Regions from separate parts of the Macaca mulatta genome. Here region 2 is linked to region 1. Evidence: chromatin contacts called from public Hi-C data. All regions are on one chromosome and are shown on one strand. Each heading gives the region's core, a stretch centred on a gene start, on an enhancer-like site or on the middle of the called end of the contact. The rest is flanking DNA. Distances are from core to core; before and after follow the strand shown. Region 1 holds the start of YIPF3 (Yip1 domain family member 3). Region 2 holds the start of DLK2 (delta like non-canonical Notch ligand 2).

Region 1 (2,974 bases), core at 265-2,764:
ATCTCATTTCAAGCATGCAGTCTTCTAGCCTGCTAGATTTCCCCACATACAGAAAACAATGCATCATCATCCCTGTTCCCCAGACCCATTTCTCCTCTTAGTAAATGATACCACAAAGCAAAAAGCAGTTCCCAAGCCAGAAAAAGTCATTTTATGCTACCCCCACAGCCTTTATCCAAGCAATCATAAATTTACCTTATATTCTTCCTTTGCTCTATTTCTACCATCAGTCTTAGTTCATATCTTCAACCTCAGCTTCCCTTACAACAGATCTGCCTGCTCCATATGATCCTCCTCAAACTCATTCCCTCCCAGCCATCAAGGTTGCAAATCTGATCATGTCTGCTTAAGAAACTATTCAAGCTCCCTATCATCCACAGTGTGACACACTTCAATCTTGCCGACCACTCATGCCAGAACTACTTGGACATTCCCGGAGCACATGTCACAGAAGTCATAATTTTTTTTCAAGCATTAGCCTTTTTCATTGTTCATACTTTATTCCTTGTATCAACAGGTTAAAAAAGTAAAATTTTCCCAGGCACTGATTTACACATCATGTTTATAAGCTGCATAAAGGGTAACATTTAGGTCAGTTGCATAAAGAGTAACATTCAGTAATCTATTTAAATGCAATTTTAACCCTTATTTTAAGCTAAGTGAAACAATAATACAAAAGACTAAATACACACAAAACCTGCATATCCTGAACTTCACTGACGTGAAACTCAAATCTTTCATAATTCAACTCCTGTTTTTTTTTTTACTTACCATTCAAGGTTCAATTCAGGTGTCCCCTCCTCTTGAAATGTTAAGTACCTCTCGGCCCCTCTTCCTGGTCTCAGCGGAATGCTCCCCACCCCAACCCTGCCGTCTTCATCGCTATCAACCACCTTCACCATATTACACTAGATGCACTTGTTTATACGCACCATTCCTCAACAAGACGGAATATCTCTGCAGAGATAGAAACCGTGTCTAATTTGGCCTGTAAACGGAGCGTCTAGCACATTGCTCAACAAACACAAACGGAGCGACCCCCAAAAGCAGCTGCTGAGACAGACACAGGCTGCTCAGGCCACAGGGTCTGGCCTTCATAACCCTCCCCAGACAACTTCGGCCCCACTTACCTTCTCGAAGCGGTCCTGGTCCCAGGCATCATCATAACCGGAATAGTTTCCGGGAAAGTCAGTGGTATGGACCTAGAGCAAAGGGACGAGTTTGTCCACAAAGGGACAATGAGCCCACGGCTATCCCCACGCCAATCCCAAGACCCACCCCTGTTCCGCTCTCATTCCTCCCGCCCGAGCTCAAGGCCACAAGGCTTACATTGCGAACCCCAAACTCCCCTAGAACCACGCGGCCCCGCATCTCCTCCACCGCCTGAGAAGCCGCCATCTTCAATCTCTCCACGAGACTGGAGGCTCTATCTGGCGCGTGCGTCCTAGTAGACTGGCTCCGTCTCCGTGGCAACGCGCCACCGCCTGGAATCTTAAATATCGCGAGACTTTTCCCCGCTTCCGTCCACGTCCCCAGCCTCCGGAAGTTGGTTTTGTCCAAACATCCGGGCTTCTCTTTTTTGTGTTCCGGCCGATCCCACCTCTCCTCGACCCGGGACGTCTCCCTCACTAAGGCCCACGTCTCGCCCACTCCTCCGCGCGCGGGGCTAGCGCGGGCTTCAGCGACGGGAGCCTTCAAGGGACATGGCAACTACAGCGGCGCCGGCGGGCGGCGCCCGAAATGGAGCTGGCCCGGAATGGGGAGGGTTCGAAGAAAACATCCAGGTAATGGCCCCAAGGCACTAGCTGCCAGCAACCCGAGGGCCAGCGATGTCCAGAAGTGTCTTGAGGATTCTTCCTGTGGGCCTGGAAGTCCGCTCCATTTGCAAAACTCTCTTCTTTGGGTCTTCGTGCACACTAAAGTCAGTAGGATTAACATTGACCTGAAAGGGCCAGACTAGTACTCCAGCCTGAGGGTCTCGGGTCTCTGGGCCCGCTCGAGGCATTAGGAAGAAGGTATTCTTGGAACAAGTTAGGAAGTTGGTCGGGGTCAGGCATGGAGTGGGGTTGGGTGGGATTCACTGGCATTCGCTGAAAACATATTATGTGTATAGTTTTGTTTGGGGCTTAGGAAAGAAGGAAATGGGCACTTTTTCAGCCTTTTAGTCTTTGGTAGGTAAGGTAGGAAAAAGACAGGAATGGAAGACTAGTAGTATGTTTCCCAGGCTAGAAAATTCAGCCAAAGCTAGAAACCAAGAGTTCTGAGAGCATATGAGGGGGAATGGAGTGGCATGATCTGTAGTGATTCCGAGCCGTATCCTCAGCAGTGGAAGAACAAAGCCCTAAACCCTGGGATGAGCAGAGGACTTAATGGATGGAACAGAAAAGTCCTGCACTCTAGGAGCCATTGTCTTCACAGGGCGGAGGCTCAGCTGTGATTGACATGGAGAACATGGATGATACCTCAGGCTCTAGCTTCGAGGATATGGGTGAGCTGCATCAGCGCCTGCGCGAGGAAGAAGTAGACGCTGATGCAGCTGATGCAGCTGCTGCTGAAGAAGAGGATGGAGAGTTCCTGGGCATGAAAGGCTTTAAGGGACAGCTGAGCCGGCAGGTGGCAGATCAGGTAAGCATGATTGAATCTTCTGCAGGTGGAAAGGTATACCTAGGTATGTCCCATGTTCTGGAGTTGGTGTTGGTGATGTTTGCCCCAGGTTGTCCAGTTAGAACCATGTAGAAATCAAGCGGAAAATAGGCAACAGGGTCTAGAACCAACAGTCCCACAATACCTATGCCCATCTTCCTTACTTCAGATGTGGCAGGCCGGGAAGAGACAAGCCTCCAGGGCCTTCAGCTTGTACGCCAACATCGACATCCTCAGACCGTACTTTGATGTGGAGCCTGCTCAGGTGCGGAGCAGGTGAGGAGCCTTCTCTTGAAGAAGCTTCCCTCCTAACACCTAGTCCTTTATGCAC
Region 2 (3,205 bases), core at 627-3,126, 59 kb after region 1:
AAAGCACTGACAATGTTGAAATACATTCTTCTTTGTTTCCGGCTCCCCCCACTCCACTTTACATATCCTTAGCTTTTTTGAACATCTTTAGACGTCAAAAAAAAAAAAGTATTTTTAACAGTCACATAGTGTTGATGTGGCATAATTTATTTGCCTACAGTAATTTTTGAATTATAGGTTGTTTGCAATTTTTTACCAAAAAAAAAAATGTGTTTAAACAAAATGAATGGTAGAGCCATGTCATTACTCAAATTCAGAGAGCTTTTCAGGGAAGAGGCGATCACAGTTGAGAGGAGGCCAGCTAGGGAGCTGTGTGGGTGTGAGTGTTATGTCCAACGAGACTGCAGGAAAAATGAGTCCAGGGGCTCTGTGCCTGTGGAGGTGGCTATGTGAAGGTGGGAAGCTGCTCTGCACGGACTAGGGACTGCTCCTTCCAATGTTTTGAATTTAAAGATGGTGAAATCTCAATCTGAAGGACTAGAGATGGACGCTAGCGTTCCTGACCTCTGCCCTGTTGCCCTCCACAAACTAGATATTATGTTTTGGGTCCTTGTCTTTTTGTGTGTGGGGGGGTGGGGGTGGGGGTAGAAGTTTTGCTCTGTCCCCCAAGCTGGAATGCAGTGGCGTGACCTCGGCTAACTGCAACCTCTGCCTCCCAGGTTCTCAAGCGATTCTCCTGCCTCAGCCTTCCGAGTAGCTGGAATTACAGGCGCGCGGCACCACGCCTGGCTAATTTCTGTATTTTTAATAGAGACAGGTTTCACCATGTTGCCCAGGCTGGTCTCGAACTCCTGACCTCAGGTGATCCGTCCGCCTCAGCCTCGCAAAGTGCTGGGATTACAGGCGTGAGCCCACCGCGCTTGGCTGGGTCCTTGTCTTGAAATGTGTCTCTGAGCCATTAGCCAGGAGCGGCAAAGAGGCCTGGAGGACAGCCTTCCCCCACACCCCCTCCGTTACTCTCAATCTGAGCTCCAGGTTTGGGCAGTTGAGGATTAGCCTGAGGCCAAGGACGAACGTGATAGGGTACGGAAGAAGCAACTCGGCGGTGGAGGGGGTTTTGTGCTCACGTTTACAGAGTCAGGTACATTCCCAGTCCAGAAAGGATTCTCGGATGCAGTCACAAAAAGGAATGCGGTGGAAGGGCTGAGACTTGAGGGAGGGAAGGGTGGTGGGGGTAGGGCCAGGGTGTGGGTGGGTGGATGGATCGGGTTATATTTATATAGGGATAGGTTGATCTTGGAAGGCTGGAGACGGCGACATGGACAGGAAGAAGCGGAGGGCGAGGAGGAGCAGAGGAGCACACAGATGAAGCCGGTGATGAAGGCTTTACAAGCGGGGAGGCGTGGGCTGGTGACAGGCGGAGGGAGGGGAGCGATTGCCTGCGTGTGCATGGATCTATATGAGAAGCGTGATGAGCGGCGGACAGGCTAGGGCAGGGCTGGGGCGTGGGCCGCGGAGCGCTGGTCGGGAAAGTGGGCATGGGAGATGGGAGAATAACGGGGTCACGCGCCTCTGGCTTAATAGTTTGCTCCAATTGAGACTCAAGATTTCCTCCTCTCGTGGAAGGAAGCTGGGTCCGGGGCGTTGGGTGGCCGCGAAGAGCCGGGGCCCCGGGGAGCGCCGGGTGCTAGGTGTGCGCCGTGCGTCGTGGGAGGGGGGGGGGCGGGGGCGGGCTCCGCCCCTGGCAGGGGGCCTAAGCGCGCGCGAGGAGCCGCCGCCGCCGCCGCTCGGGGTCGCCTGGAGCCCCAGATTCCTGAGCGCTCGGCTCGTATGGCAGCCGCTTCGGCGCCCGGCCCCGCGGCCAGCTAGGGGCGGCCCCGCGCTCCCCCACGGCCCCTCGGCGGCGCCCGTCGGATCCCGCCTCGCTCTGCGCCCCGGGGCGCGGCACCTCCCCGCCGGAGGTGAGGACTGAGGGGACAGGGCGCGCGGGGCTACGGGTGCGGTGGGGATTCCAGGCCCCGCGCTGCCGCCGAGCCCAGCGCGGCGGAGATAGGAAGGGGACGTGGGAGAGAGTGGTGGGGGGGCTGTCGGAGCCGTGGGGCGGAGACTGCTCGCTGCCGGGAACCGTCCCTCCCTCCGGCCCCCGCGTTCCCTCGGTGCTCGAGGCCGCCTCTTGGCGCTGTCCCCATCCCGCAGACCCCTCTGTCCTGACTGCGATCCCAGCCCCAGCCATTCCCGCGCCTGGCCTCGCTCCACGCTGCCCATCTTTCGCCTCCTTCTTGCAGACCTGGCTCCCGGGTTCCTGTCTTCGCTCTTCTCGCGCTCCTCGCCTGCTCAACCCTTCCCTGCCCCCACCCTCCCGCTACCCCCATCCCCTTCTTCTGTCCCGGCGCTCCTCTCCCTCGGCGGCTCCTGTCACTTGGAACCCGTATCCGTGCCGCTATCTCCGCGTCCGACCGCCTCCTAACTGGTGCCGTCCCACAGGTGTTCACGCGTCCGGCCGTCCATCCGTCCGTCCCCCCTGGTGCCGGCGCTGACCATGCCCAGCGGCTGCCGCTGCCTGCATCTTGTGTGCCTGTTGTGCATTCTGGGGGCTCCCGGTCAGCCTGTCCGAGGTGAGCGCGTCCACCGGGCTCCAGTCGCGGCCCTGTCCAGCCGTCCTCGCTTGCACGTTGACCTCTGCCGGCCGGAGACGGCACTGCAGTCGCTCCGACCCGCGAGGCAAGGAAGACCAGGTTGCCTCTTTGGAATGGGATGGGTTTCTGTGTTATGTCCTGCCCTAGGGCTGAGTCCACTCAGTTACCGGAACCCCAATCCTCTCCTGAGTCCCGCATCCCAGCGAGCTGTGCCCTGACTCAGACTCACCCCTCCCACATCAATCTCTTGCAGCCGATGACTGCAGCTCCCACTGTGACCTGGCCCACGGCTGCTGTGCACCTGACGGCTCCTGCAGGTACCTGTCCTGAGCACGTGCCCCCAAACCCTTTGGTACCCATTTCCAAGCCCTTCACATGCACAACAGAGTGTCTAGGGGCTTCACACTCTACTCTTCATGCCTCCTATGGCTGACTGGCTAGCCCCCCTTTCCCCTTTACCTCAGCTTTCTTGCTTCTTCCAGTTTTTATTTCCCCACTTCTTTAATCTCCCAAATCTGATCCAGGGATTGTCTGAACCATTGCTCCTCAAGATACAGGGAGAGAGACCTAAAGCTTTAGAGAGCTTGGGGATTGGGTGCCATGAGGAAATGGAAAGATAAAGGAACGAG

The links. Hi-C and Micro-C count contacts between places; a contact is called where the count stands out from the background.
Region 2: a contact with region 1 is called in a Hi-C map of cortical neurons, with 5 times the contacts expected there. The contact joins the promoter of DLK2 here to the promoter of YIPF3 in region 1. A contact is called at or near these places in 8 of 14 Hi-C or Micro-C datasets (CD4 T cells, blood, cortical neurons and 4 more) and 1 of 4 datasets of contacts at active chromatin or transcription factors (intermediate progenitor cells).

The regions. Positions count from the first base shown.
Region 1 is chr4:138,602,129-138,605,102 of T2T-MMU8v2.0, forward strand. YIPF3 (Yip1 domain family member 3) reads left to right here and starts at 1,515. Exons shown (of 9, transcript NM_001260624.1): 1 at 1,515-1,784; 2 at 2,419-2,625; 3 at 2,813-2,919. The coding sequence starts at 1,704. POLR1C (RNA polymerase I and III subunit C) reads right to left here and starts at 1,419. Exons shown (of 10, transcript XM_077999887.1): 1 at 1,330-1,419; 2 at 1,131-1,202. The coding sequence starts at 1,398.
Region 2 is chr4:138,660,922-138,664,126 of T2T-MMU8v2.0, forward strand. It overlaps DLK2 (delta like non-canonical Notch ligand 2), which reads left to right and starts at 1,877. Exons shown (of 6, transcript NM_001266365.2): 1 at 1,877-1,901; 2 at 2,425-2,555; 3 at 2,830-2,893. The coding sequence starts at 2,480.